Regions from separate parts of the Mus musculus genome. Here region 1 is linked to region 2. A link is a contact called in public ChIA-PET data. All regions are on one chromosome and are shown on one strand. The core of a region is the stretch at or near the end of the contact, and the rest is flanking DNA. Distances in the headings are between cores, read along the strand shown.

Region 1 (2,700 bases), core at 78-2,577, 290 kb after region 2:
TGGCTTCAGCACTGCCTTTAAACAGAAGAGAGCATCCATGCACTGGCATGCACCTATAATCCCAGCCCTAGGAGGCTAAGGCAGAAGGATCTTAAGTGTGAGGCTAGCCTGGGCTATACTGAGTCAAGTCACTATAGGCTATATATATAGGAAGACTTTGCCTCAGAAGACCAAGAGAGAGCTGTGGATGTCACCCCTGTGAGGCAGCATCCCTTGAGTTCCCAAGACCACTGGTTTGGATTTCCAGGACCAGTACCCCATCCCCTAAAATTCAAAGTCATTCCTGTCTGTATCCATCAAAGACAGTCTCTACACGGTTAACACCTACATGTAATCAAGAGATGAATGCGGTTTTGTTTGGTTTTGTTTTAATGAATACCATTTAGTTGCAATCTGGAAATTAAGAGATTTCCAAGTGAAAATTCAATTGAATAAGCAGTTTAGAACTAATGTTGAGCTTATTTAAATCAAGGTATAAGATAACATGTTTTAAAATATCTACACATGGCTGGAGAGATGGCTCAGTGGTTAACTGCTCTTCCAGAGGTCCTGAGTTCAATTCCCAGCAACCACATGGTGGCTCACAACCCTCTGTAATGGGATCTGATGCCCTCTTCTGAGGTGTCTGAAGGCAGGGCAGTGTACTCATATACAGAAAATAAATGAATAAATCTTTTTTAATAAAACATCTACATATACAAAACATATACATCTACACATATAGAGATGTATATGCAAGATGTCACACAGCAAACAAGCCTGCTGGGATATAAAAGAGCCTGAATCTATGTGCGACTTCTCATGTAATATCCTGTAGCAGGGAATAAAGGAGTGTGCGCTGAAAGTAATAGAAGATAAACCAGCTGAACTAGATCCTTATATACATGGTTAAAATTAAAGACAAAGCAGGTGAAGAAGGTGTCCACATCAAAAAGAAAGGAAACGAGACAGTTCCCCAGAACCCTCATGATGTGCTATCTCCATCATTGCTTCATCTGCTTGGTTTAAGGTGAGTACACAAAACAAACCCAAATATGTAAAATAAACCTAAATAAATAAATATGTAGACAAGCCTCACATTCACTGGCAAAGTTACTTCATACTTAAAACTGGAGAAAATGCAGCCAGTTTGCTGCTAATGTGAATCTTTTTACAGGAGACAAATTTCTTCCTGGGTCTACTCAGAATCACGGAAGCATCTGGAATTAATGCCTTTCTCAGAATCACTCAACGCACGGCTCTAACCACATCGACACGGTAGGGCGACATCTTGTTTCTCTTGTATTTACTTCTGCCTCTGGGGAAGTCTACTATCACCCCCTTTGTTTCTAAAACTGCACCAGGACGTCAGCTGATGAGTCATGGATCACACTCTAAATCCTTATCATCAAAGAGAGCAGAGCTCAAAAGTTTTGCACATCAATTTTCAGACTAAGTTACATATTGCAGCTTCTATGATGTGACAGAGATGAGCTTTAAGAAGTGAGAAACTTCAAAACAAACTGCAAATTCAAGGACTGACAACGTTATTTTCCTTGTTCCCCTAGTAACTGGTGGGGTTTTGTTTTTCTTAATTCAGAAGAGAAGAACAGAAAGTGAGTTTGAGATGCTGACAGACACAACTAAACAAACGCCTATCTTCGAGAAAGCTAAAACTCCTCTAGAATTGCCTTCCCCAGATGCCTGGCTTTTCTTCATTCCTTCCTACGCTTGCTCTTCAATCATTTCTCCTGTGTGGGAATACCTCCAGGACAGGGTGTGTAGAAGGAAGAGAATGTGGCTGGGGCTGGACGTGTGGCTCAGTGGTAGAATGCACACGGCCCTGAGCTGACTTCCGGGGACGACTTTCTGGGGCAGAACTGCTCACAGGGTTCCCTGGTGAAAAGGACAAACAGCCAAAAGGAAACTTACAGACTTTGGCCACTAGAAATAGTTGGCTGAGATCTGACACATCGCCTTCTTTCAGGTGAAATTCGCCATTAACGCTCCATAAGTGTGCTCACCTGTGTAATAAGCAGCACATGCCACCACCCACTCCTGGCTCAGTGTGTTCATTCTCTTTATAAATGGCTTCCTTGATCTCAGTCTGCCACACTCACCACAGCCTGGAACATACTACATACTCAGTAAATATCCAATAACAGAATTGGGTGTGGAATGCCACCACAGTAGCAAGGAAAATATAATCAGTTACATAGCTACCACGGGACTTGCAGAACTATGAAATTTATTTCCACTTAAGACTGCTCTTTACCCACAGTTTCTGAGCTTCATCTCAGCCCCCACAAGGCTGTCTGCGTTAGTGTCACCATGGTACATTTGGAGTGGTAAGAACTACCTTACAGTCCGTTTTGCCTCCTTCAGTTACAAGCTTTAGTCCGGCTCAAACCACAGGAAAGCAACCTGAAGCATGTCAAGTCTGGAAGGCTAACGTCACACTGAGGAACTTGATCACAGGCACATTTTGGAAGGGAAGCAGTTAGCCTTATGAACATCACTTGACAGTTGGGCGTGGTGTGTAAGAGTCCTCTGGTTTGGGAACTGAAGGGCTTTCATGACTGTGAGGTTCTCACCCATCAATGAAGAGACATCTTTTTGTTGCAAATGGAGGTCACCATGAGAAACCACAAGTGATCAAAATTCAGAATGTGTGGCTGTAGGGTGTCCATCTCCAAAGGTGACATCTCTAACACAAGCCTT
Region 2 (2,700 bases), core at 179-2,678:
TTAATCCATTTTCCTGTCAACAGGTGGCCAACTAAAACTCATTTCATTAAAAACAAAACTGTTGCCAGGCGATGGTGGCACACACCTTTAATCCCAGCGCTCAGGAGACAGAAGCAGGTGGATCTCGCCAGTCTGGTCTCCAGAGAGTTTTAGGACAGCCAGAGCTATTGCACAGAGAAATCCTGTGTGGACACCCTCACCCCCAAATATTTTATAAAAACCAATCGCATGAGAGGATGAAGCCACTATGGAAGGACAGACAGCAGGCACGCTAGAGCAGGACTGTGAAGCTGCAGCCCGAGTCTGCTCTGGGCCACAGCATTAAGTGGTTGAGCGGTGCGTCTCTGCCCAGACATGGGTTTCCTGAGGAACAGAACCCATGCCACTGTGCCCTCTTTCCATCTACAAGTAGGTAAGGCGGCCATTTCACCTCCCTAAAACATGGACAGGTGAGTCAATGTGGAACAGTCCGCCAAAGACCAACGACTAGAACAAAAGACAGGGAGGAACCAGCCTCACAGGTCAATATTGTTATTACAGAGAATTATGGTGTTAGATTGTATTAGATACAGATAATTAAGACACACAGATATAAGACCTTGCAGGCCACAAGCAAATGCCAGGTGCACCTCTCCTGAATGTCCAGGACAAATTTTTGGAAAGATGAGGACTTTCTATACAGAGAGATTATCACCAAAGGATGAAGGTGAAGCTGCAGAGACTGTGGCCATCACTCCGATAATAAGAAAGCAGTAATGTGCTAAACCCTGCTGGTAAAGCAAGGACACCACCTGACAACTTCCCTCTCAGACACGAAACACATCGAACAAGCCTTCCTTCTCCCTGTTTCAGAAATACAAAATCGCATGGAAGCAAGCTGATAACCTGTACTGTTCTCATGAAAAGAATTAACTTACTGTAGGATAAACCTTGTATCTGTAGAAATGCGCTAGAAATTAGAAATCTCCTGCATCCAATGTCCATAGCTAAGGCTGGGGGGGGGGGGTACTGACAAGGACATGTTACTTTGAAAAGTTGATTATGAACAATGTACATGTTTATGTGAGAAATAAATGAATGTCCAGCATTCAGACCTGCTATATAGGAAATTTAAGTACACATTGTGTTTGCACACTACAGTTTATGCTAAACTATTATTTCTTGCTTTTCTTGCTGTTTAAATAAATGGGAAAGTTCAATAAATCTTTCTCAGTTTCCTGCTCCAACCTTATTTTAGAAGCTAGCGCTTCTCATTGCCAGGTTGAACATTGAACAGGGTCAGCTGAGGTCAAGGCATTAGAGAGATCGGCCAACCAGGAAGGAGAAAGCGGCTGAGGGGTGGGGAATCCCGCGTGACCTTGGGAGACTAAGAAAGCTTCAGGGGGGAAGGAAGCAGGCGCCCAGCTGGGAGGGTGTGAGCAGCAGGGAGGGTGCGAACACCTCAGCCCGCCTCAGCCCGAGAGCAGGCTGAGAACTCAAGTACAGGCCAGTGCAGACACCACAGCCTCACACCGTATGGAACGAAGCTTAACCCTCATACCTGTCCTAAAAACCCACTGAGATCAACAAATGATACAAGAAAAAAAACCATATTTATACTGTATTAAGAAGCACCAGAGAAAGAGAGTACGGGGTGGGATCAGAGAAGACTTCTTTTTTATTAAAAATAAATTTTATTTTATTTATTATTTTATATATATGAGTACATTGTAGCTGTACAGAAGGTTACAGGCCATGTGGTTTCTGGGAATTGAACTCAGGATCTCTGCTAGCTCCCGCCCAAAAATTTATATATTATTATATGTAAGTACACTGTACCTGTCTTCAGACACACCAGAAGAGGGCATCAGATCTCATTATGAATGGTTGTGAGCCACCATGTGGTTGCTGGGATTTGAACTCAGGACCTTCGGAAGAGCAGTCAGTGCTCTTAACCGCTAAGCCATCTTGCCAACCCAAGATGACTTCTAATTTGGTGTCTGCCAAAAGGCTGAGAAGTAGTGAAACTCCCAATCTGTGTATCTTGTCATCCTCTGGCCTTGCTTGTTGAATTTGATTCTTGAAATAAAAGCCACATGCACATCTAATGCTAGAACTCAGGAGGCTGCGGCCTATGGGTTCAATGGCATCCTGGTCCTCAGAGAGTTCTAGGCCAACTTGATCTACATAGAGTGTTCCAGAACAGGCATAGCGACATAGTGAGGCCCCCTGTGTAGAAAAGAAGAAGAGGAGGGAGAGGGGAGAAGGAGGAGGAGGAGAAGGAAGGAAGGCAGGCAGGCAGCAGCAACAGCAAAACAAAATAAAAACTCATGCTCCAACACTGACTGACCAGCCTATGAGAACAGAAGTAGACCACACTCTGGAATATTTGGGGCGCACATCAGAGGCCATGGTTTTTCCCTAGGGAGCCTTACTACAGCTACTTGGTTACGCCACAAATGCCTGCTATCCAGCCCACACCACAGACAGGCTGGCAGTGGAAGCTGCACTCCTGACCTAGTTCCCACATGAACCGCAGCATCGCCCGGAGTAACCAGGTAGCCTCTGTTTCCTCCCCAGCAAGGAAGGGAGCAGATGTAGAGCATGCACGCCCTCGGCACTGCCACCCAGAGTCTTACGTGGTGTCATTGAAGTAGAAACTGAAGGGTCTTTGGAAGTCGGTTGGATGGTGTTTTGCTGGGGCAAACAGGTGACGGAATG

Evidence for each region. ChIA-PET counts read pairs in DNA pulled down with a chosen protein or histone mark.
Region 1: a contact with region 2 is called in an RNA polymerase II ChIA-PET map of memory CD8 T cells, with 6 read pairs. The contact joins two enhancer-like sites. A contact is called at or near these places in 5 of 484 Hi-C or Micro-C datasets (CD4 T cells, CD8 T cells and regulatory T cells), 3 of 115 datasets of contacts at active chromatin or transcription factors (embryonic stem cells, memory CD8 T cells and regulatory T cells) and 2 of 9 other capture datasets (adipose tissue and liver).

What each region holds. Positions count from the first base shown.
Region 1 is chr5:147,062,099-147,064,798 of GRCm38.p6, forward strand. All of the region lies in intron 1 of Lnx2 (ligand of numb-protein X 2), which reads right to left. Among named protein-coding and RNA genes, the nearest start is that of Lnx2, 13 kb to the right of the region's middle. Within about 2 kb of position 1,328, at least 80 of the 459 cell types and tissues checked have an H3K27ac peak or open chromatin away from gene starts, as enhancers often do. A contact at or near this core is called in CD8 T cells, adipose tissue and memory CD8 T cells, where this site is marked.
Region 2 is chr5:146,770,808-146,773,507 of GRCm38.p6, forward strand. All of the region lies in intron 1 of Usp12 (ubiquitin specific peptidase 12), which reads right to left. Among named protein-coding and RNA genes, the nearest start is that of Usp12, 23 kb to the right of the region's middle. Within about 2 kb of position 1,429, at least 72 of the 459 cell types and tissues checked have an H3K27ac peak or open chromatin away from gene starts, as enhancers often do. A contact at or near this core is called in CD8 T cells, adipose tissue and memory CD8 T cells, where this site is marked.